6 separate regions of the Mus musculus genome follow, and all the other regions are linked to region 1. Evidence: chromatin contacts called from public HiChIP or PLAC-seq and promoter capture Hi-C data. All regions are on one chromosome and are shown on one strand. The core of a region is the stretch at or near the end of the contact, and the rest is flanking DNA. Distances in the headings are between cores, read along the strand shown.

Region 1 (3,922 bases), core at 860-3,359:
CACCTAATAACCCCGGTGACCAGTGAGGTGAGTGCTACAGCAAGCAACAGTGTGACTTTGCGATCCCCTGAAACCCTGTGTGTGCCCTTGGGTCCTCCTTTCTTTCTCCATATCCTTATATAATGTGAGTTCAAACTAGAGCAAAACTAATCCTAAAACTTAGAACTCTTTCTGTGTGTTGCCCTCTCTTCAGGCTAACATGCTTTCTAGCTCTTCCAAAATAGAAGGCTGATGAAACTTAAGCATTAACCCAAAAAAAAAAGAAAAAAAAAAAAAAAAAAAAGAAAGAAAGAAAAGAAAAAACAAAGGCCAGGCGTGGTGGCAACGCCTTTAATCCCAGCACTTGGGAGGTAGTGGGGGATTTCTGAGTTCAAGGCCAGCCTGGTCTACAGAGTTCCAGGACTTAAGCATTTACAGCTGATCTTTCTGAGCTGGTAACTAAGTAAACAACTGTCATAAACAAATTATTCATAAAGTCATTTCTATCCCAAAAGAGGATTAATTCAGATTATTAATAAGTAAATCCATGCCACAATTAGTCTACAGTGTAGATAGGCTATAAAAATAGAACCACCCTGGCCAGTCTGTGGTGGCACAAGCCTTTTATCCCAGCACTCAGGAGACAGAAACAGGCCGATCTCTATAAATTGGAGGCCAGCCTGGTCTACAGAGTGTTCCTAGAAAGCCAAGGCTACACAGAAAATCCGTGTCTCAAACAACAACAACAAATTTTTTTTTTAAAAAAGTCCAACTACATTGTGAAGTTGAATGAAAAAGTTTACTGAATAATTATCACAAAAGAAGAAAAAGTTAAAAAAAAAATACTCTGAAAATTAAGTCATCTGAGCAAACCAAAGCAAAGTCAGACCAAAACCTTATGTATATAAAAACTAGCCACAAAGGTAGTAACTAAAATAGGATGAAGAAAAATTTAGGTGGCAAGGAGTCACTCCTATTTGAAGGCAAATACCATGCAAATCCTTGATTCCAAAACCGAGACACACTGTTTTACTACTAATTGACAGCTTTCTGCAAATATTCTGCAATTGTACAACACGGATAACTTTTTTTTTCTCTATTTCTTCGAAAATTAGTTCAGAAACTTCTGGAAGAGAGGTTTGGGGGTGCATATAATCTAAATGCGTCATCTGATTATCAAAGAACAAAAAACGTGCTATATTTTTTTTTAAAGTGCCAAGCATCTGCTGGTTAAAGCCCAGACGAAATGGCTTGTTGGTGGTGGCACTCCATACACAGTTTGCTGTTTCTCGGTTATTCTGAGCGCTCTGAGAACTGGAGAGTTGATGGACCAATCCCGAGTAAGAAATGGAAAGTACAGCGAAAGAGCGGACCGTTCCGCACCCCCGGAAGGAAAAAAAAAAAAAAAAGACTGAGGTGTGCAGAGATGGACGGACCCTCCAGGCAAACACAACGGAAAAGCAGCGTCCTCTGGGCTCCCAGTCACCTCAGACACGGCTCCCCGGCCGCCCCCCACTCTCCGGGACCAAGAACCCAAAGTGGAGTCGAGCTGCTTTTCAGGGCCACCTAGCCTCCCAGTCGGGGATTTCCCTCCCGTTACATAACTGGGCCTAGGGCCTGGTTTCTGCCATCCGTCGTCCGAAGGGAAACGGTCGTTTTCCCCTCAGCTTGCTCTCGGGGACAAGGGAGCGGGCCTGGGCCCCCTGCGAGCCCGCGAGAAACCTGGGCGCCGTCGAGAGAGCCCCGGCGCCGGGTGGCGCGGGGGTAGGGGCCTCGGAGAGGGGCGCGGAGGGCGCGTGGAACCCAGAGCCCCGGGGTCCCAGGCGGCCTGGCCCGACTCCGCCAGGCGCCCCGCGTCCCTCGCGGCCCCCTCCCCACGGGCAGCCCCCTTCTCCAGCCGCCCCCTCCCCCGCGCCTCAGTCCAGGGCCCCAGCCCGCGGCCGACGGCCCTGAGCCCTAAGGCCCCGGCCCGGTACCTGGTCAGACATGGTGACGTGGATTCACCCGGGGGTCTCCGCACCACTGCGGCCTCCGGCAGGCAGAACCTCACTCTGAGGTTTACAAATCCGTCCCTTCTCTACAGCACAACACCGCGGCTGCAGGGACTTCCTCTACGTCTTGCGTCACTTCCGCTGCGCGCAGAGGCGAGTTAGCGAAGACGGGAAAAGGAAGCGGGAAAACGCCGTAAGGAAGGCCGGGGGCTAAAATCCTCCAGGTTGTAAACTACTTGCCTGGAGCAAGAGAACTGCTAGGACTTCGGAGGGAGGGAGAATCAGGCCCGCTGCCGCAGCCCTCAGGGAGACCAGCGCTTTGCCTGCAGGCCGAATGTCTGGGGTCAAACTGACTGCTTAGGCTCCTCCCGGTGGGACGACTTGCGCGCTTCTGAGGCCCGGACCAACCCTCACTGAATATAGTGAATTACCCGTATAGTATTTTTATAGGCCCCTCATGCTTGCTGTTGCCACATTCGTGACTCCGGGTGATAGAGGCAGAGGCTACCGGATCTCTGTGAGTTCGTGGCCATCTTCATCTACAAAGTGAGTTCCAGGACAGGACATAGAACCCTGTTGGGGGCGGGGGAGATGAGGGGGCACAAAAAGACGACCCTTCAGGACACATCTTTTGTTCTTGTGTTTTGAGGCAGGGTCTCACTAATAGCCTTGGCTATTATAGAACATTGCAATGTCAACCAGACTGGCCTCCAACTCGTAGAGATCCTCTTGCCTCTGCCTCCCAAGTGCCACCACACCCCCAGCTAGAACAAAGTCTTGGTGGCTACAGACAACTAAAATGCTACTGAAAGTTTTGAAGTTGTAGGCAGGAGCGCCTTCCAACGCATAAACTAGTTGCCTTGTGTCATAGAAAGACCTAAACTGCTTCCTTTGAATACAGTGACCTTGCACAAGCATTCAAGGAGGATTAAGGTTATAATAAGTAAAGGGGGAAAAATGAAAACTTAAATCAAAAACCCTTCACAGAACAAGACATTAGTAAAATAATCTTTTCTGTAAATAGTAATGAGCCAACTATAAATGACCCAGTAGTCAAAGAGCACTGGCTACTCTTCCAGAGGACTCAAGTCTGAGTCCCAGCACCCATGCATGCATTCAAAACTGCCTGTAACTCTAGTCCCAAGAATCAGATACTTTTTTCAGCACCAAGCCAAAGCCTGAATGCGGTTCATAAACACATTCAGACAAAAACACCCATACAAAATTAAAAATTAGTAGGTACAATATAATTACTAATGAAAATACTGAACATTCACATGCGAAAGGAGAAAGAATTTAAATCCCTATTTCACTGCATATACAAAATTAAAATGTTTCAACGGTGTTTATGTAAGACTGTTTTAGGGTTTTTTTTTTAAGATTTATTTATTTATTTTATGTATATGAGTACACTGTAGATGTTGCAGATGGTTGCAAGCCTTCATGTGGTTGTTGGGAATTGAATTTAGGATCTCTGCTTGCTCCAGTCAGCTCCGCTCACTCCAGTCAACCCTGCTCTCTCAGTCCCTGCTCACTCTGACTCAAAGACTTATTTATTATTATTTGTAAGTACACTGTAGCTGTCTTCAAATGCTCCAGAATAGGGTATTAGATCTCATTACAGATGGTTGTGAGCTGCCATGTGGTTGCTGGGATTTGAACTCAGGACCTTCGGAAGAGCAGTCAGTGCTCTTACCCACTGAGCCATCTCACCAGCCCTGTTTTAGGTTTTTTTATTGCTGGAAAGAAACACGATGTGCCTTTGCACATTGAGGAGGAAAGAGATTATTTGGCTTACAGGACAGGAACTCAAGCATGTGGGAACCTGGAGGCAGGAGCTGGTGCAGAGGCCATGGAGGGTGCTGCTTACTGGTTTACTCCTCAGCCAGCTTTCTTTTGGAACCCAGGACTACCAGCCTTGTATGGTATCACTCACAATGGGCTGAGCCTCA
Region 2 (3,922 bases), core at 1,016-3,515, 960 kb before region 1:
AAAGTGTAATTTAGATCGAGGCTTAAAGGCTAAAGGCTTAGTTTTAATTTTATTATGTTTATGTGTGTGGGCACACATGCCCTGGCACACGCGTGGTTATCAGGGGACAACTTGTAGAGCTGATTCTCTCCTTTGCTTCCTGTCCTCTTCCACCACAAGGCCTCCAAGAGAGTAACACAGAAAATGTGTTGATACTTTGTCTCCTTCCACTGGAGCGGCTCCACCGGATAAAAAAGGAAGCCTACATGTTCAGACTGGTAGAAATAAAGATATTTGTTATTTTATTTGTGTTTTTCTGTATTTAAAAGTGTATCTAGCCAAAGACTTTTTTTTGTCTTTATAAAGTCAAGTAAGGGTCTGGAGAGAATGCTTTTCGGCCTCTATGCTGACTGCTCGGAAGACCTTTGTCTTTGCTAAAAACCCGGCCCAGGATGCGAGCCAGGGCTCAGAGACGCTGCGCCTGCTGCCACGTCTGCTTTCGGTTTCTGGGCGTCTCCATTTTGCGGACCCTAAAGCACGCAGCGAAGTCTCTGAGACCTGAGCCTCTCAAGCGGCCACTTAGGGCCGGACAGGTACGTGACCTGCGCGGTGTAACTGGCGCGCTACTCGCGACGCTGCGCGAGCCTGGGACCCTAAGTCCCGGGCCGCTGTGCCGTGCGCGTTCTAGCCCGGCAAGGAGGTCGCTACGAGTCCGGCGCCGGCGCTGGCGCACAGGGGATGGCGGGCGGAGCCCGGGAGGGCGCGGAGGACTGTAGCTCCTTTACTGGCTTTGCTGGCTGGGTAAGAACCAGGGCTCAGGGCGACCACAGGTGGCAACAACTCCCAGTTCAAGGAGGCCTGGTGTGTTCAGGGGATGGGATCTTCAGGGAAGTGACCCTTAATGACCCTAAGGCACCCCGGAGCTGTAGTGACTGCATTGAGGACTGGAGGGAGCACCCATAAACCCCCAAGGGGGAGCATTCCTGTGTTCCTGTCGGAAAACTAAAGATTAACTTTGCTGGCCGAGCCACAATTAGTCAAGCACAAAACATCTAGAGAATTACTCATTTCCTGGAGTTGAACTGTCCAGTTTCCAGCTTTCCTTTCGAAAAGTTGGTTCTCTCTCTCTCTCTCTCTCTCTCTCTCTCTCTCTCTCTCTCTCTCCCTCCCTCTCTCTCTCTCTCTCTCTCTCTCTCTCTCTTTTGGTGGACAAGTTCGCTGGAAGTAAATTCAAGGAGTCTAATTAAATCCTCCGGGTTCAGGTAACCTTCGAAAAAAAATTTTTTAACAGTAAAAGGGGTGGGGCCAGAAGGGAGTGTCATATGTCAGGCCTTGACCAATAGGGATGATCTAAAATTTAAAACCTAAGAAGAGATTTTAGATAAAAGGTCGACCTCCTAGTTTACAAAAGGTTCTGAACAAAGCAGAAAGCTCAGCTCTCTGGTATCACAAACAAGCTTGGTTTGTAAGCAAATTATTTTTTTATTTTATTTTTTGGTATTCTGAGACAGGACTCTATTCTCTATACAGCCCTGGCTCTCCTTAAACTCACTGTGTAGCCCAGGCTGCCCTAGACTGTGCAGAGATCCACCTGTGTCTGCCTCCTGATTGGATTACTAGGATTAGAGAGTATGTCGCTATTAGTCACTGTTCCTGGGAGTCCACCAGAGATAACCACGTAGCCAAAGTTCATAGCCTATTGAAAGTCTTTATTCCAACCAGCTGGGATGACACTTAGGTACTGTGTGTATTCAGTGACCAATGTCCAGAGCACAGGGTTTCTGAAGGCAGAGACCTCACTTGGCAGCTGGAGCGGGGGGGGGGAGTGGGGGGGGGGTGGGGGGTGGGGGGCGGGGTGGGGCGCGGAGGTGGAGGCTTTGGGTAAGCAAGCGATTTGACCGCTAAAATCTTCTCTCAGCAGCCGACCCCACCCCCGCCCGCCCCCAAAGCTGGGCGTACACCACCACACTCAGCTTCAATGGATTTTTCCAGAAGTTTTATGTTGTACATTGTTTTTGATGACATTTAATTCTTTAGCAAGTCACCACTTGCTAACCTAGTTTCCCAAGCTGCGAGAAACCCGGGTGGGGGGTGGGTGGGTGGGAAGTGGGGTGTTTCCTTCCTTCAGAGAAGTAGCATGGGGGGCGGGATTTGGGGTATGTGCGGTCTTTGGGGTTTTCTTTCTTTTTTTTTTTTTTTTTTTTTTTTTTGAGCCTTGACTGGTCAGTTTCGCCCCTAGAGGCGGAAGTTGGCTTCCTCTCTGGCTTCCTGTAACTTTCCTCCGCCCTCTTGTTAGGATTGTGGAATTCAGCAATGGCCTCGATTCAGTTTTGGTGAAATGGCGGCCATTCTCATCTTCTCGGAGCCCTTCTCTTTGCTCACACTCGCGATTCTGCCCCCGCAAGAGTACTCTGGGGACGTCCTTATCGCTGGGAGAGAGCGGTCGCATCTCATTCCTGAACCTGTTGGGCTCGCTGGGCGCGTCACCTGGCTAGCAGCTTGGGCCAGCTCCGCAGGCTAACTTTCCTGGACGCCTACTGAAGAGTCTGCTCCTCTCTGTGTTCTTTCCAGTGTCTCGTTCGATCCAGTTTTCTGGTGGTCTCCAGCGAAGACAGGCGACAAAGCCGTTGTTGAGTGGGATGGGCCGGCGACCGCCCGGTGTGAGTAATCCCAGAACCCCTCCTATTCTTGCAGTTCCCAAAGGGACTTGGGAAGTTGGAGAGCTGACTCCTGATTAATGTAGGAAAGTGTTCGTTTCCTATCTTCCACTCTTGGTTCCTTCTGTGCTTTTTGGGGATCCACTCACAGCACCTCCAGACTTGTGGCACATTCAAATCCAAGTCTTTCTTGAAGAGAGCCAAAGACTTATTAAATTAAACTTGTTACTGGACTCAAATGCCTCCTTGTTAATTTAGTGTGTGACTCTGGATGGCGTGAAATTTCGAACAAGGTACTTGGGTGTTTTTTGTTTGTTTCTATAATCCCAGCGTAGAGGCTGCCTGGACAAAGCTCAAGGACAGCTTATCCTGGCAAGAAGCCTGCTGGCCAAGAGTGAGGCAGTGAGGGTTTGGCCCAGGGCCTTCCTATACTCAAAGCATTATTTCTCTTAAATCTCAGAAACAAGAAGCACTACCTGTGTTATGACGCCCTAGCTGACCTTCACCTCTGGGAAGACTTGACACCCCACCTGGGGCAGCTGTCTTGCTCCTTACTAAGGATTTTACTTCTTATTTTGCATTGCATTTTAATATCCAAAACCTTTCAGGCAAGTTATAATATAAATAAAATATACCTGCAAAGTAAATACAGACACTGCCCCCACCTCCCACGAGTCCATTCCCTAGCGACAGCCAGAGGTGGCTGGTTCTAGTCACATACATTGGTGTACTCAAATACAGTCTTTTGGTTGCCTTTAAAAAAATTGGGAATCTTCCCTTGGCCCCAGCCATCCAGCTCCTTTTCGTATTCTTTCTCCAAACAGTCTTTCAGAACAGATGTTTGTGGTGTTGTTTTTCTGTTTCCATCCTAGTTTCCCCTCCTTCCCCATCTTGTGCAGTGGCCACTTGGATTTGTTTCATTGGCTCTTTTTTTTTCTTTCTTTCTCCTCCCTCTTCAATTCTTAGCTTTGGGGAACAATTTCTTCCTTTGTGTCACTATTGAAAGAAAAAGACTGTGTGTGTGTGTGTGTCTGTCTGTCTGTGTGCCCTTGTCTTTCTAGGTAAAATTGAACTCTTTCTGCTCTTTGTACCTTATTCTATATTTATGCTCATTCGATGATCTGTACTCATAGCCACTTTTTCTTTGTCCATTTAATGCCAGAAAACAACAACAACAACAACAACAACAAAGACAACAACAACAAATCTTAGCTTCATTATTTTCCTCTTTCTGGGGTTTCTTTGGTTGAACACATTGAAAGAATTAAGTTCTGCCAACTCGGTAT
Region 3 (3,922 bases), core at 504-3,003, 930 kb before region 1:
AGCACATCCGTGAAGAGACTTACAGGATGCAGAGCAAGCCCCTAGGAATCTGCTTGATCATTGATTGTATTGGCAACGACACAAGTAAGTGTAGAACCCCGGGATCCACTCCCTACAGCATGATCATGACCAAGCAAGGTGGATCTGTCAACATGGCAGATACCAACTGCAGTAACAAAGTACACTCTACTATGGTGCTTGCTTTTCAACCATGTCATTGTCTAGTGTGGATCGGGCTAAGGGAGCTTGTTATGTCATAGGGTCAGCCAGGGGTCCTGTCGTCCTTTGATGCCTTGGAGTCTGTAGAGTCCTCTGTATTTGACTGACTGACAGATGAGGGAGTAGAGACTGTGTAGCGGATCTCATCACAGATTTTAGAGAAAGGCCTGAGAAGGATGCACCTCATCTCTACCCACTTCCTATTGGTCATTACTTACATGGCTTGGGCTAACGACAACAGACATAGATAAATCAGTTGAGTTATGGGTTAGGAGGAACACGAGATGAACTTCGGGAGCACAACACTAGCTTTAAGTTGTGGAAGTTGGTGTGTCTTTGTGTGTCTTATCTGTGCATCCTGGATAATGTGGCTAAGGGTGGTCCTGGTCTGCAAGGGACATTTATAATGCAAGGCATTCTGGTTTCTAATATTGTCAGATGTTTCACTTCACCTGGATAGACCATGAAAGCCTTCCTTGGGGCTATTAAAAACATGGTGTCTGTGTTAACGTAGGGGTGTGGCTAGTGTTTGAACCACATGTGACTAAGATCTCCTCTCTGTTTGATCTACCTGTGAGCCTTCATTGTTTGGACCCGGTTGTTTGGCTCAGGTGTTGGATGTCTGGTGCAGACTGAACGAGGCAAGCCTAGATGCCTGGGATACGGCTGCATTTAATCACCTCTCCCTTCCTTCAGATGAGTGATCACTGTAGTTCACGACTTTCATGTCTCTCAACACTCCTTAGCATCAGTCAGAGAGATGCCTCACTTCAAATATTACCAAAGGGAGGTCTGTACAAAGACAATCTAAGAGAAGGGCGGATTAGCAAATATGAAATTGGATTTCCCAAGATTTCAGCTACAATCCCACTTTCTCATGTCCTATTTTGGTACATGAGAAATGTGTCTCTTCGCTATAGAGAAGAGTCCTTTCCATTTGTGATGGTTTGAATGAGAACGACCCCCATCGGCTCATATATTTATGTTCAGTCCTCTGTTGAAAAACCATTTGTGAAGGATTAGTAGGTGAAGCCTTGCTGGAGTACGTGTGACCTCGTTGGAGGAGGTGTGTAATTGAGGGGCAGGGCTTTGAGATTTCAAAAGCCCACACCAGGCCCAGTCTGCTGCCTGTGGATCAGGATATAAAGCTCTCAGCTATTGCTCCAGCACCATGCCTGTCTGCTTCCTGCCATGATGATAATGGACTAACCCTCTGAAACTGTAAGCAAACCTCCAATTAAATTCTTCTTTTATAAGAGTAGCCTTGGTCATGGCATCTCTTTACAGCAATAGTAACCCTAACCCTTAAGATGCCATTTTAGCTATTAGCATCAGTAGACAAATGAGGAAATAGCTCCTCACTGAGTCACTGACTGTTCTAAAGGACATTGTGGGATTGTTCTTTTACTTTTGATTGTAGTTGGCCTTGCTTCCTTCATCATCAGGAAATGTCTGAAGTACAGAGCTTTCTGTGTTGTACCCGTGTTTATGAGACTCATAAAGATCAAGTCACAACCTGCCATGAGTCATCAAGCCTCAGCTATTCATGACTAACACCCAGGGCCTGTGTTGGACGTCTGTTCCTGAGTTATGGGCAGCTGTATGTCTATGTGTGCATAGCTGTACTTCTCCCACTGTAGGAGAGCAGCAGAGTTGGGCCCTGGCAGTGATTGCCCGGATTTTAATCATGGCTTTGCTGTCTATCTTAGCTTGTGATGTGCGGGCTCAGTGTCTCTGCTAAAACGTGACTTCCTAACAGAACTTCCTTTATGTGATGGTTGGGAGAGTGAGATTATACTCATAAAGGACACAGGACAGTGTCTGGAATGAAATGTAAGCTAATGTCAGTGTAGTCCTTTCGAGGTTAACATCCTGGAGATGGAGTGTGTGACTAGAGGGGACCTGGCCCTACAGAGAAGGGCACGTCAGCTGCTCCTTCTCTCTGAGAGTCAGGGGTCTCTTGACTCATGCGCCTTTGAGAATAAAACAAGCTGCTGGCTTAGAGTCACTTATGGACTCTCCCAGCTCAGGTGGCTAATCTGCAGATAAGAGACGAGACGGTATGGGTTTGTTCAAATCGCTTTGTTTTGCTTTGGCGGCTGAGAGGTCCCAGTCCCTCTGTGAAGACAGACAGACAGACAGACAGACAGACAGACAGACAGAGAGAACACTTGCAAGTTTTTTAGAGGAAGTATTTTCTCCTCTGCTGCCGCTTCTGATATCTTTGTTATCTTTAACTGACTAAGACACACATTTGGTAGCAGACTTTGCAGTTTCCACTGTAGTGTCATGTGAAGAGACTTCCTCTTCTTACACTGACAGGCTAGGGGTTGCTCCATGCCTCCTTATGTGTTTTTTTTTTTTTTCTCCTTCTAACGGAACAAGTGGAACCTTGAATACACATTATTTTCTTGTAGTCACATTTATATAATAAGAACATTTGTGCACGGGGAAGTAGGGCGCTCATTAGGATTGGTCTCTGCTCATGAAGAAAAGGGGCAAGTGACACCCACAATAGTAGAGGGAAGTTGTGTTCAGAGGAATGGTAGACAAACCATTCGGGCCCCTCCTGGTTCTCATGTGATCAGTGCCCTGAGAATGGCTTCTTCCTGGGAACAGGAGTGTGGGATGAGGTACTCTTTGTTTTCTGGACATGTCTATCCTCTGGACTCAAGCAGCTATTTGCTTAAAAGCTTAATATTATTTTTAAAAATAATTTATTTTCATTTTATGTGCATTGGTGTTTTGCCTGTGTGCTTGTGTATGTGAGGGAGTCAGCTCGTGGTAGTTGTGAGCTGACATGTGATTGCTGGGATTTGAACCTGGGTCCTCTGGAAGAGCAGTCAGTGCCCTCTACTGCTGAGCCATCTCTCCAGCCCCAAAGCTTAACATTATTAATGAAATTTCTCTTTAAGGCCCTCACTTCACCAGGCCTAAACCTAGGGTGTATTTAAGAAGTGTGGGTCTATGGGCCCTTGTTGGAGGCCCTTGTATTTTAGAGTTTAAAAAGGTAGTGTGCTACATGTACATGTTCAGGGTAGCCCCTTTGACAGGTATGTTAATACTTAGGTTGCAAACCAAATGGATATTTACATGATATGGGATAGGAGTCTTCCTCTCCTGAGAGTCTTTCCAAGAAAATGACTTGGCAGAAACGACCCTAAGGTTGTTGAATGTTTGAGGTCCTAGCGCTCTGGGTGAGGGGTCATGGGTCTGAGTCCTGGCTGTCTTGGGCATACCAGAAAACTGTTTTGGGTTATATAGCATTGGTATTATTTTCTCCTGATACAATATCATCTGGAAAGAATTACCAGTAATCAACTTTGCATAATAAAGATTTATTATTATTATCATCATTATTATTATTATTGAGACAGGGTTTCTCTATGTAGCTCTGGCTATCCGGAAATGAACTTACTCTGTAGAACAGGCTAGCCTTGAATTCAGAGAGATCTGTTTGCCTCTGCCTCCTGAGTGCTGGGATTTAAGGCGTGCACCACCACTGCCCAGCAATATAGATTCTTAAAAGATGGTTTGTAGCTTTCTTCGAGTGTGTGCTTGAAGCAGTGAGGCCTTAGCTGGCCTAGGTGACCAAATGCAGAGTTGGATATGTGCCAGATGGCCCTGCTCCCACCCAGCTGTTGCCCCAGCTATGCCTTTCCTCACCAACATCTGCCCTGTCAGCGGCTTGTGTGAGGGACTT
Region 4 (3,922 bases), core at 823-3,322, 910 kb before region 1:
CAAATCTCTAATAGTTCTCTCTCTTTCTTTTCATGTCCCCTCCTGCCTGGATCCCACATATGAGAACCGGCCTTTTTCAGTCTGGGCTATTTTCATAAACATGGTGATTTCCAGTTCCACCCATTTCCCTGCGGTGGCAGTTCTGTTCTTCATGTCTAAAGCCAGCATCATTATAGCATGCTTTATCTAGTCTTTACTTATTATCCACTGGTAGGTACCCAGTCCCATTCCCTAACTTGGGTATTGTGGGTAGTGCCCAGGTGAGCGTAGAAGTGGAGTTTAATTGAGCTGAGTTCCATTCTTTTGAGCTTAGCCTCTAAAGTGGTACAGACAAGTTACATAGTAATTCTGTCTTCAATCCTAAAAATGTTATGCAGATAACTGTGTTGTCCCCATTGTTTGTCAGTGCAGTCCATGAGTATTTGGTGTCTTTGGAGGCCATAAGAAGATATCGGATTTTCATTTCCTGATGATCTGAGCTTCATCTTCAAGGGTCTTTTAAGAGCAGCTCCTCATATCATCTTCTGATGAGGGGTAATAGCTACACCTAGCTGTGAGTAGAAGGATATGTATTTAGAATGCTGTTAGGAGTCGTGCTGGTCTAGTAAAGTGGCTTGAGTATGTTCTCTGAGGTCAATGACTTCATTAGCTCCAGGTAGTTGACTAAATTCTCAGTACCAGGCTTGATACTGGCACTTCTGTTTAATGGGCCTTAAGTCCAATTAGAGAGCTGTTGGTTACCACCAAGAAATGAGTGCCACCACTGCACCTTTAGGAGTACCTTCCAGAGTTAGCTGGTTGTTATTGTGGTTCATGCAGCAGACAGAGACCATCCTAGAAAACCATAGCTGGCCCAAATACAGAGAATAGCAGATAGTGGGGTGCCCAACCCCAATGGACAAATCTACAACACAACTCCTGCACCTAAGACTGGGGGAACATCACTGAAAGAAGAGCAGAAACATTATAAAAGCCGGGGACTTGCAGCTGTGCTATGAGATTATGTTTCCTAGAAATGACAGGGAAGCTACACCATGATACTTGTAACGGCCATTCCTGGTTGTCAACTTGACTATATCTGGAATGAACTACAATCCAAAACTGGAGGGCACCTGTGATCAAGATCTTTAGACTAGAAGACACAAGTTTCTGACCTGGATCTTGGCATGGAGATCTTGAGGCACAGTGGCCATGAAAAGTTTAGGCCCAGGCAAGGTAATACACACCCTTAATCCCAGAAGACTGAGGCAAGGAGAACTCTGAGTTCAAGGTCAACCTGGGACAAAGCAAGAACCAGATCAGTCGTGATGGTTCACACCTTTAATCTGGGCCACACCTTCTGCTGGAGACCTACATAAGGACCTTGAAAGAAAGATTTGCTCTTCTTCACCATTTGCATTAACTTGCCAGCAAGTTAATCTCTGTGCTGGAATCTACTTCTACAGAACACCAGCTGAAACAACTAGCCTCTGAGTAACTACTAGATTCTTGGACTTCCCATCCACAGCTGCCCATTGTTGGGTTAGTTGGACTGCAGGCTGGAAATCATCACAACAAATTCCCTTAATATATACTTTTTTGTCCTTTTTGCTTGTTTGTTTTTCAAGACAGGGTTTCTCCTGTGTAGCCCTGGCTATCCTGGCACTCACTCTGTAGACCAGGTTGCCACTCTCTCTTTCTCTCCTCTCTACCCAACACACACACACACACACACACACACACACACACACACACACACACACACACGTACATATTTCTCTCCACTTGTGTTACTCTGAGCACTAGCAGCTGTTTTAAATATTTCTCATATGTCAATTCAGTTGATTTTCATAACCCTTGTGTGCAGAAAGTATCAACACAAATGGTATTTTTCAAACAATAAAATTAATAAATGACAAAGCACTGAATCAGGCAATAAGAAACAATTGCCTGACTGGGTGTGATTGAGCCAGGTGTGACTCAGACTTGGGGACTGAGTGCCCCAGGAAGCTGAGGTGGAGGAGGGCATTCCCCACTGTAGTGTCAGTGACTTCCACAAAGGTTTGGAGGAAGGAGAATCATGTGCCCTGAGCAGTTGGCTTCTAGTCCACATTGTGTCTGGATTGGTCAGAAGCCTGGCTAAAACCAAGCTTCCTGGTCTGCCCTGGTGGCAGCAGGAAGAGGCTACCCCCTAGCGGCTGGAGGGGAAGGAGTTAATGTCTATAGAGCACTTGCTTTGTGTGCAAATGTCATGTGCACTGGCTTGCTTCCTGTGGATTACTTCACAAAGGAAGGTGCCAGAGTTCTTAGTGGGAGGCAGATCCATCTGAGACTAAAGGCCAAGCTCATTCCAGGATAGAAAGGCAGGGAGACTCCTTGGGGACAAAAGAAGGGAGGGGATCCCCTTACCTTGTGTAACTGTAAGCCACCCGTGGCTTACATGAACCAGGTACTCCTGAAAGGCAGGCTGGGGCTGAAAGAAACTAGATGGCGAGAAAAGAATGAGGCCAAGACAAATTTTTCTCTGATCAAGGCCCCAAAGTTTACTAAGAGTCTGTGCTTATAAAGAGGGGAGGCCCATCCCCTGCCAATCCATTCTTGGTGCCTGGAGCCAGCCAGTAGGCGATGTGCATAATAGGATGTGTCTCCGGAATGTCTCAAGGGTCTCTCAGCAGGTAGTAGAGTCTCAGAGAAGAGCAGCAGTAGTTGACATAACAATATAGCCATCTAAATTGGAAGGCTACACCCCAGATGATCTCATATTCAGTGGCAGTAAAGTCTGAATCAGCCTGCTTCAAGGCTGAGGGAAGCTACAATTCCTCCCTAAATATATACTAAAAATTATCTGGACTGGGCATAAAAATTGTTTATGCTTAGTCCTGCCTGGGAGTTATGGTGGCTGGCGGCCACGCCTGGCTTGGGAAATCTCAGATTTTCCCGAACAATTTTTATCCTTCAAGAAGAATATATGCAGCTTGTTTGTGTTTATTTTGCACAAACATGGCTCTGTGGTGTATTACTAATAAACCACAGCCTCTTGGCATGTACCTCTGTCTTAGATTGATATAGTTCCGAAATCTGGTTGCCCATCATTGACTGACCAGCTCTTATAGCACACCTTATTCCCAAATCAGACCACAGCCACAATATATACTCAATATGCTTCTTCATATCGATGAATTTCTGCCACCTGCGCTTGCTGGAGGCGGAGCTGCATGCTTGCTGAAAACAGGCTGTAAGGCATTGAAGGATCTGCTTGAAAAAACAAAGTTGAGACAGTTGAAAAACAACAGGATAAAAGCTTCTTTGTGGACGTCCAGGTACTCTATTCAGTTGCAAATTAGCAATGATCAAGCTCAAACTCTGGCCTCCAGGTGTGGGGCAGGTGGCTTTGAGAATTAACAGGAAGGCTGAAAATTCTCTGGAAGTGGAGGCTGTACTCCAAATTAACTCTTTCAGCTAAAAAAAAGATTTTTTAGCCATCATCGAGGTTAGAGTAGTACTTACTGGAAGATTCAGAGTCTGTGTCCACTTGATGAACCAATCTTTCAGGCAGACATCACCATCCGTCTTCTTTTTGTGCAAAAACACAGACCGAACCTCTTCCCCAGATTAAAACGGGGTCTGGACCATTCCACACATTAGTTAATGGGTCCCACCATTTCACCATGGCATAAGAACTGGAAGTAACTGGATGCCAGTGGCGATCCACTGCAGACTTTTAACATCAGTTTGCAAAAAATTTAAAACAAACAAGACAAAAGCAAGGTGTGCTTTTGGTGACCTTGGGGGGGTATAACTGCCCCTGTTTTGTTTTGTTTTGTTGTTTTTTGTTTTTTAAAGATTTATTTATTTATTTATTATCTGTAAGTACACTGTCACTGTCTTCAGACACTCCAGAAGAGGGAGTCAGATCTCATTAGGGATGGTTGTGAGCCACCAT
Region 5 (3,922 bases), core at 553-3,052, 720 kb before region 1:
AGGGTGAGTTCTAGGCCAGTGAGAAACTGACTCAAAAAAGAAGGTGATCGGCTCCTGAGGAGCACCCTCCGCCCCTCTCCAGGCACAGGAACCCACACACCAGTGAACACAACATATACACAAAGAATCCAGTGATGCACTTTAAAAGCTAGAACGGCAGTGCAGATGTAAGAATGACCTTGTCAGTAGGCAGCTCATCTGGTGTGTGACCAGCAAACTACTACCCACATCCATATTCGGTCTGTCACCTGTTTCTGCACAGTGTGTGAGCTAAGAATAGCTTTTACTTTTAAATGACTGGAAGAAAAAAAAACCCTATACGATGTAAAAACAAGACAATTTAGTTTTCAGTGTGTATTTTTAGAATACTGTTCATTGATTGCATTCATAATTCTTGACAGCTTAGAAACTGTAGTAATTGTGCCATTGACTGTACATACATAGTTAGCAAGATATTAGGCTATCACACACACACACACAAATTTGATACTTGACAAAAAAAGCTTCCTAACCCTTGATCAATATTAAAATAATTCAGTCATCAAAATACTATTATGTAAGACTAAGTGTTCCAAGATCAATTTCTGAAAGCTAGGTTTCCTTTCTTTAAATCAATCAATCTATCTATCTATCTATCTATCTACCTATCTATCTATTCATTTATTTGGTTTTTTTTTTCAAGACAGGGTTTCTCTGTGTAGCCCTGGCTACTGGAACTCCTGGAACTCACTCTATAGACCAGACTGGCCTCGAACTCAGATATCCGCCTGTCTCTGCCTCCCGTACACTACCACTGCCTGGCCCCTAGGTTTCCTTTTACATTTATATACTTGTAATTAGACTAAAGGAACAGACTTCTACTCTCTACATCCATTAAATGTATTTAAAAGTTACTTTCAATTTCTAGGAAGAACTTTTTGAGAGTGTAAGTTACAAGCTTGCCTGTGAAGGAAGGGCACTGGGTAGTGAGGAGGAAGGGAAATGAGAAATGAAGGATCTCTAACTGGTCCAGGATCCTTTAACAGAGCTATGTTTTTTCTTCTTCAAATCATGACTTGATCAAGACCACTGTGAAAACTCTAACTGTAACTGAAGCCGGCTGCTGTCACTCTGTAACATGCCAGTTGCTTTATTCTTACACTCATGCTGTCATTATGCCCCCTTCCCCCCAATTCTACTGAAGATGTTATTTGCAGTGTTCCTGGCTTACTCTGAACTCACTACACTGTGGGTAAGGATGACCCTGAGCTTTTCATCATCCTGATTCCATGTCCTGGAATTACAGGTATGAGCTACCACACTTTTCATTTCTTTCTTTATTCCTTTTTGCACACCCCCCTACACACACACACAAAGGCATGTATGAGTGTTCTGTCTGCGTGCATGTCTGTGCACTATGTGCATGCCTGGTCTCTGACAAAGTCAAAGAGGGCATCAGATCCCTTGAAACTGAAGTTCCTGACAGCTGTGAACCTCCATGCTGGGGATTGTAGCCAGGTACTTTGAAGAGCAGCCAATGCCCTTAACCTCTGAGCCATTTTGCTTTTTTTTATATTTCTACATATCACTTAAGAATACAAAAGTTTATATACAGGTTTTCATTATGGGTTGCAGACCTGTGTTGTAGAGATTACTGTTTAACTCTGGAGTTTGTGGGTGATTTGTTCTCAACACTTGTATAAAAGAGTAGAGTAAACTGGAGTGAACACAGAACTAAGCCCATGGTGAGAGTCATGCAGAAAGAATGCAGCCCTCCAGGGCGATCCGGGAGCCTGCACGTGGCACACCAGGTCAGGGGTGATTTAGCAATGCAGCGTTTTCCTGGGAACGCAGCAGAACACGCCCCGATTAACTTCTTAGCAAGGGCAGTTCAGAGTGACAGAATGACTGCAGTACTGTTTATGTACCTTGATGTTAGAGCTGGAATTTTACTCTGATTTACTGTGATTCTGACCTGTGCTCATTATTTAGTATTTCTGAATCTTATTTTAATTATTTTGCCAAGATGGGGGTATTTACAAATAAGTGGGATCAGATATTGAGACTAAATACAAAATAAAAATCCCTAGTTGGGCAACTGAGACACTCAAATGCTCACTGTCTCTAGCTTTTCTCTATCCCTTAAACCTGAGGAAAAGTGTCTCTCTCTGAAGGTCCTGCATGTCTGCAAACAGAACTGGTACATCTGAAGATCAGCTGAGTAATCTTCCATCTGAAAGAGGCAAGGACCAAAAGGACCCAACAAATGACCTAAGGCTGGCCACTGGGATTATCACTAGAGTTCACGCCCCATGGACTTGCAGGAAGCTTGTTAGTAAAGGCAAATCTCACAAGTCCACAGCATGCCAGCGAACTGCCTAAGTGTTCCCTGATGCTCTAACTTAATGCTTACCCACCATCAACATGTGACCTTCCAGTTGTGGAGGTCAGAGGCAGGAACCAGCTCCACTGCTTGGTACCAAGGTGTCACCGAGGCCGTGCTCCAGTGAAAAGCTTAGTCCCTTGCTTTCTAGCTGCTGCAGCTGCTTCTCTTGGCTCTGGGCCTCTTCTACTATCCTGAAGGCCAGCAGCATGGCACCCGGGAGCCTCCTCCTCTGCTTCTATTGTCACACTACTGGCTGTTTTTCCTTATAAGGAACCTATAATCAATGTTTAAGCTCAACTGGATAACCCAAGATAAACTTCTCAAGATAGAGACTGCAAAGTCCCTCTGCCTCAGGTAACATTCACAGGTTCCAAGAACTTAGATCTTGATGGCTGTGACTCAGGTGGCCACACTGGCTCAGAATACAAATCTCAGAGCCAATACTTACTGGTTGTATGACCTGCCCTCTCTTCCCTCATGCATCCCCAAGGGGTAGAACTCAGATGACAGGCTTGGGGAGGGGAGCACGTGTTCTTTCCAGCTAAGCCATCTCACAGCCCTGGAATTCTGCACAAACTACTTTACCGTGTTTCTTCATCTGTGAAATGGGCTTAATAACAGGATCGACTTCCCTGGCTTTGCGATGAGGATTAAGGGAGTTATGAGAGCAGCAGCCTCAGAGGGTCCCTGGGGCAGTCACACAGCAGCTGCAGTTGGTATGCTATTACTGTTTCCACCACCACCAATGGAACAACAGAAAGGCTTAGCATCCATGGCTCAATGGCATCTCTCTCAACATAAGAAGTCATGCTTCCTAGCTGTCCTCTGACAGTGAATCGGTCTGGGGACAGCCATTTTCTTCCTTTCATTTCTGGGGAACAGGAAACACAGTCCAGAGTCCCAACTCTCAGAACTGAACTCTGGGACACACCGACAGCACCTCCTTTAGCTGCACAGTTCTGTGTTCTCCCTGTGGCACTGTCTTTGTATGGTGGCTCTTTATTTAATCTTTTTAGAAACAACTGCGTTTTTCCTACAAGCTACCAAGTCAAGCATGACACATTTAACAAGAAACAGACCTCTGTAAACCACGCACATTTAGGAGAAAATCAAGTAAAACAACCAACTAAATTGTTTAAAGAAGGACGGGACTCAAAATGAACCACCAAAACATGTCACTATCATTGCTGGGAGAACACATTATGACTAAGAACTGAGTTAGCTCAGCCACAGAATTCAATGGTCGACAGAGAGAGCCTAAATATAGGCACTGTGCTTAAAAAAACAGGTAGATACTTCCTTAAAACAGGATACTTTGGACAAAACAGCCCCATGAAAAAGACTAGAAACTCAGGAAAATCCACCTTATGAGAAGGCAGAGCCTGGAATTATAGCAAATGCAGATTTAATAAAGCATATTAAAATATATCTCAAATTGTATTTACAAACAATACTTTGGGGATTAATTAGAAACTCATGTTGGCTGCTAAGTTGTATGTAAGAGTGGGAGCAATGCCAATCACTGACCTGCAACAGCTCCTCAGGCAGAGGTAAACC
Region 6 (3,922 bases), core at 600-3,099, 700 kb before region 1:
TAGACAAGAAGAAAATGAGCAAGAACTACAGTGCTACCATCCCCCATCCCTCATGTTGGCTCTAATATAGTCTGGGCAGTGAAGTAAAAACATTAAAAGGCCAATTTCCATAGTCTTTATGACTATGAATGTTAAACATTCATAGGGAAGAATAACAATGCTTTGTGACTATGGATGTTAAGCATCTGCAGTGAAGAATAATAACCATAGAACCATAAAACCCGAGAACTGGAAAGCACCTTTGTGATATAAGTCCAATCCTATCATTTTTTTTTTTAAGACATAAAGGCATCCAGGTGGATTTGGAATGAGCTCTTAGTGTGTTAATGAGCAGTTCTATGAGGGATGAGACTAGCAGACAAGAGTGTACAATTTGTTCAGAGGGCTAAAGTGGGAGTTACGGATGCATTCATAGTCAAGGAATGATGGAGCGAGTACTAGCAAACTATGAAAATTCTTCTTAACCATTCTTTTAACCTGGTTCATAACTTTGAGGCAAAGCAGGTATGGGTGTAAATCTCGACTTGATACAGAAAGTCTCCAGTGCAACTAGTGAGCAATGTGCGTGGTTAGGTGAACCGTGTACATCATCACATCAGTAAAAATGGGTATGGGTAAGAGCACTGTCTTTCACATAGGTATGTATGTGCTGGTTAAACATCTGAGGCTTGCCAGATACTACCTAATTTTAAAAATAGAAAGCTGGAGAGTGGCCGAGATGATAAAGTGCCTTTAATTTTGCCCTTTCCCACCACCAAATGTCCTTCACAATTCGTTTTCAAGTGTCACCACCATTAATATGCTATTTGGAGCTCACTGTAGCTCAGACTTTTAACAGGACAGCAAAGATTTGAAAGGTCACAAACATTTTTACTAAGGTAGAGCAAGAACTCTGAGTCTAGCTCATTTTGTTCAGTGGTCCTTACATAAGCTAAGTGAATTTCCAGCGAAATATTACCATCTTTCCTGATGCAGAAAAAGATGCATAAGCAGGTAATTGACTTCACTGCCATAATTGTGATTTAAAAAAAAAAAAAAGTGTCTGGGACTCAGAAGTGCTGGCACTGGAAAACACAACTGCCAATATTCATTCTTTTTGCTTCAACCAAAAGTCTTTCTGTCTGTCTGTCTTCCTTATTTCTTTTAAAAAGACATGTGGCGTTTGGTTCCAAATCAATTACAAATAAAAGCCCAATAAAGAAAGAGCTCTTTCTAGTGTCCTTTCCTCCCATTTGCATCACAGATGGCCACCGAGAGCTTAAGGTTTAACGTCCAGACACTAAAGCCACTCATCCTAAAACGACAGAGCTCCAGATGGACTCTGTCTGGCAAAGGATGGGAAGCTGCCAATCTTCAGAGGTGCAGATAGGGTGAATCCCGGAGGCTACCGCCCAGTTCCCATCAGTTTGCACCCACACTTGGGAAACATCCCTTTCCCATCTCGGGGCGGAATCCTTCCGTGAGTGACCTCTGGGGACCAGAGGGACGCGGGACAGGAAGGCTTCTCTGCCTTTGAGAGAAGTTGACAAGGGCAAGTTCGAATCGCACGCGGGAGCTTACTCACGGGAATGGCCCGGCGTCCTCGCTCTTCCGCCCACACTCGCTCAGGAAGAAGCCCCTAATGCGCGGCAGCCTGAGAGCAGCATCTGAAGCAGCCGCCGCCGCCACCGAGCTAACCCCCCCGGGCGTGGCAGGAACTGGCAGGCGCTCTCACATCATCACCGGGCGACCTTGGAGCTGCAGTGACGCCGGTTCAATGGCAGCCCCCACCCAGCTAGGGAAGCTAAAAAGGAGACCCACTCTCCCAACAGGCTTTGCGGCCCTAGCGCAAAGCCTTCTGGGAACTGTAGTTTGCTTTCCGTCCCGCCTACAGCTCGAGGGCCCCGCCTCCTCACTCCAGAGCTAGAAGCTGGAGGCGCGGTGGGGCGGAGCGGCGGGCCCCGACCCCGCTGGGGTGGGGCGAATCCCGTCCCGGCCGGTTGCCCCGGGCTAGGGCAGAAGTCCAGGCCGACCGGCCTTCTCCAGGCCGTGCTGCACTTCTGTGCCTTGAGGCTCACCCTGGAAGCCGGCCTAGTGTTTTCGCCTCGCCCCTTCGCGAGGCAGGTCCCGGGGCTCGCGCGTGTCGCCTCCCCTCAGCGCCCGCTGTCTGGAGAGTCGCTGGCCTTGGTCACCGCCTAGGTAATGAGGGGAGGCAGGCCAGCACGGGATGGTGTGGGGACCCGGGGAGCGACAGGGAACGCAGGTCGGTAGGTGCACAGCGGAAGGCTACAAGGCCAGTCCTCGCCTCCGCTCCTTACCGGAGTTGACACGGCCGGCCGAGCAGCCGCTGGAGTCTGCGGGACGCCGGCTCCCGCTCTCTGTCTCTGTGCCAGCGCACGGGGGGGCCGGGGCTCCCGGGTGCCCAGCAGCGGTGCCAGGTGCAGGAACCCAGCTACCGCCGCCCCGCTCCCCCAGCTCTTACCTTTGGTAGCGCACACAGGCCTGGCGACTTCCCAAGCTGAAGACACTCTGGCCCCAGACCTGTCTGCTCAGAGACGTCGAAGGGACCTTTTTCCAAATTAAATGTCCAGGCTTCGTTTTGTCTTCAGTGTTTACATTTGATGTCTTGTTTTCCCCTCGTGGGTTTGTTATGTCAAATACCTTTCCTCCAAACTTGATCATGATTTGTGACAGCACCTGCATAGCACAGTGCTTGGCACTCCGTAAATATTTGTTGAAACCATGAGTCATGATACTAAGTTTGGAAAATTGGATTAAGCTGTGTGCTTCGCTATGATCTTTGTTAAGGTTTTATGAGATTTCAAGATCACCTTGAGAATTACTGTAATTTTGAAGCCTAACAAAGAGTATTGGTAGGTTTTTTGTTTTTGTCGGCATTTCCTGTAACAGTAGACCATTGAATACCTCGATTAACGCAAAACCCAAGTCTTGTAAATACATAGCCCCTCTGGTGTCCATTTAAAGTGTTAACCTTTCAAATGAAAGGCCTGGGTATGACTTCTATATTATGCAACAAATTAGATTATTTATAAAGCTTTATTGTGGTTAGCTTTTTAGGTACAATTGCAAGGGACTACACTGAAGTACTCATCATTATGTTTAGGAATACAGGTTTCTTAAATATATATATATATATATATATATACATATACATATATATATATACACATATATATATACATACACACACACACATATATATATACATATATATGCACACATTTATGAGTAAATACATACACACATATTTTAAAGATGGGGTCTCACTATGTTGGTATCCCTAGATGGCTTAGAACTCACAAAGATCAGCCTGCGTCTGCCTCTGCCTCCTGAATGCTGGAATTAAAGGCATGTTCCACCAAGCCTCAGCAAGCTTCTTTATTTTTTTACTTTATAATTTACTTTTAAGGATTTATAATCTTAGCATAGTAGCAAAAACTAACAGCAGATCTTTCATTCAACTCCTTTGCCATGTGCAGCTGCTGCCCTGACCTCAAAATGTCTTGAAAAATTATCTGTTAATAGTGTGGTATGCTGAAGGTAAAACTTCTGAGATTAAACCACCCCACTGGTAGTAACAGTTCTAGAAGACTGTGACCTGACTTTTTTCAAATTGTTTTGTTGTTTAAAACAACAAACCCAATAACAACGTGCTGTAAAGCAGATACAGAATCATGGTAACCACAAATTAATCACCAGACCGCCTCAGGTAAAGTCAGCAGCAGGTCAGGGCCTGGTGTTAATTACTTGTGTGTGTGTGTGTGTGTGTGTGTGTGTGTGTGTGTGTGTGTTGGGGGGGGGTGTCTTTCGGGCTCACCAGCTCCCATCCCACAGTGGCTATTCATTAAGTGTGTTAATACAGACTTTCTCTGTGCGGTTTCCTTCCTTATTTGGGTGTTACCTTAGAATAGATTGATAAAAG

What was found. Promoter capture Hi-C pulls out the DNA fragments that hold promoters and counts their contacts. HiChIP or PLAC-seq counts read pairs in DNA pulled down with a chosen protein or histone mark.
Region 2: a contact with region 1 is called in an H3K27ac HiChIP or PLAC-seq map of thymic regulatory T cells, with 8 times the contacts expected there. The contact joins the promoter of Cflar here to the promoter of Sumo1 in region 1. A contact is called at or near these places in 15 of 39 promoter capture datasets (the 3T3-L1 cell line, 3T3-L1-derived adipocytes, the C10 cell line and 11 more), 1 of 484 Hi-C or Micro-C datasets (muscle stem cells), 9 of 115 datasets of contacts at active chromatin or transcription factors (the 230-238 cell line, bone marrow-derived dendritic cells, bone marrow-derived macrophages and 6 more) and 2 of 9 other capture datasets (adipose tissue and macrophages).
Region 3: a contact with region 1 is called in a promoter capture Hi-C map of liver, with 3 times the contacts expected there. The contact joins the enhancer-like site here to the promoter of Sumo1 in region 1. A contact is called at or near these places in 7 of 39 promoter capture datasets (the 3T3-L1 cell line, the HPC-7 cell line, hematopoietic stem and progenitor cells and 3 more), 3 of 115 datasets of contacts at active chromatin or transcription factors (the SCID.adh cell line, large pre-B cells and microglia) and 1 of 9 other capture datasets (adipose tissue).
Region 4: a contact with region 1 is called in a promoter capture Hi-C map of 3T3-L1-derived adipocytes, with 3 times the contacts expected there. The contact joins the enhancer-like site here to the promoter of Sumo1 in region 1. A contact is called at or near these places in 6 of 39 promoter capture datasets (3T3-L1-derived adipocytes, the C10 cell line, the HPC-7 cell line and 3 more) and 4 of 115 datasets of contacts at active chromatin or transcription factors (large pre-B cells, memory CD8 T cells, pro-B cells and 1 more).
Region 5: a contact with region 1 is called in a promoter capture Hi-C map of liver, with 2.4 times the contacts expected there. The contact joins the enhancer-like site here to the promoter of Sumo1 in region 1. A contact is called at or near these places in 14 of 39 promoter capture datasets (the 3T3-L1 cell line, 3T3-L1-derived adipocytes, the C10 cell line and 9 more), 5 of 115 datasets of contacts at active chromatin or transcription factors (astrocytes, bone marrow-derived macrophages, double positive thymocytes and 2 more) and 3 of 9 other capture datasets (adipose tissue, liver and pancreatic islet).
Region 6: a contact with region 1 is called in a promoter capture Hi-C map of hippocampal neurons, with 6 times the contacts expected there. The contact joins the promoter of Stradb here to the promoter of Sumo1 in region 1. A contact is called at or near these places in 14 of 39 promoter capture datasets (the 3T3-L1 cell line, 3T3-L1-derived adipocytes, the C10 cell line and 11 more), 3 of 484 Hi-C or Micro-C datasets (B cells, embryonic stem cells and granulocyte-monocyte progenitors), 5 of 115 datasets of contacts at active chromatin or transcription factors (astrocytes, bone marrow-derived macrophages, double positive thymocytes and 2 more) and 2 of 9 other capture datasets (embryonic stem cells and macrophages).

What each region holds. Positions count from the first base shown.
Region 1 is chr1:59,668,725-59,672,646 of GRCm38.p6, forward strand. Sumo1 (small ubiquitin-like modifier 1) reads right to left here and starts at 2,110. Exons shown (of 5, transcript NM_009460.2): 1 at 1,956-2,110. The coding sequence starts at 1,967.
Region 2 is chr1:58,711,021-58,714,942 of GRCm38.p6, forward strand. Cflar (CASP8 and FADD-like apoptosis regulator) reads left to right here and starts at 2,266. Exons shown (of 10, transcript NM_207653.6): 1 at 2,266-2,639.
Region 3 is chr1:58,740,963-58,744,884 of GRCm38.p6, forward strand. It overlaps Cflar (CASP8 and FADD-like apoptosis regulator), which reads left to right. Exons shown (of 10, transcript NM_207653.6): 8 at 3-84. Among named protein-coding and RNA genes, the nearest start is that of Cflar, 30 kb to the left of the region's middle. Within about 2 kb of position 1,754, at least 174 of the 459 cell types and tissues checked have an H3K27ac peak or open chromatin away from gene starts, as enhancers often do. A contact at or near this core is called in the HPC-7 cell line, adipose tissue, hematopoietic stem and progenitor cells and 3 more, where this site is marked.
Region 4 is chr1:58,759,474-58,763,395 of GRCm38.p6, forward strand. No RefSeq gene overlaps it. Among named protein-coding and RNA genes, the nearest start is that of Gm39646, 30 kb to the right of the region's middle. Within about 2 kb of position 2,073, at least 105 of the 459 cell types and tissues checked have an H3K27ac peak or open chromatin away from gene starts, as enhancers often do. A contact at or near this core is called in 3T3-L1-derived adipocytes and the HPC-7 cell line, where this site is marked.
Region 5 is chr1:58,949,674-58,953,595 of GRCm38.p6, forward strand. The region is part of intron 1 of Trak2 (trafficking protein, kinesin binding 2); the gene reads right to left. Among named protein-coding and RNA genes, the nearest start is that of Trak2, 22 kb to the right of the region's middle. Within about 2 kb of position 1,803, at least 146 of the 459 cell types and tissues checked have an H3K27ac peak or open chromatin away from gene starts, as enhancers often do. A contact at or near this core is called in adipose tissue, astrocytes, liver and 1 more, where this site is marked.
Region 6 is chr1:58,971,673-58,975,594 of GRCm38.p6, forward strand. Stradb (STE20-related kinase adaptor beta) reads left to right here and starts at 1,850. Exons shown (of 12, transcript NM_172656.6): 1 at 1,850-2,178. It overlaps Trak2 (trafficking protein, kinesin binding 2), which reads right to left and starts at 1,810. Exons shown (of 16, transcript NM_172406.3): 1 at 1,565-1,810.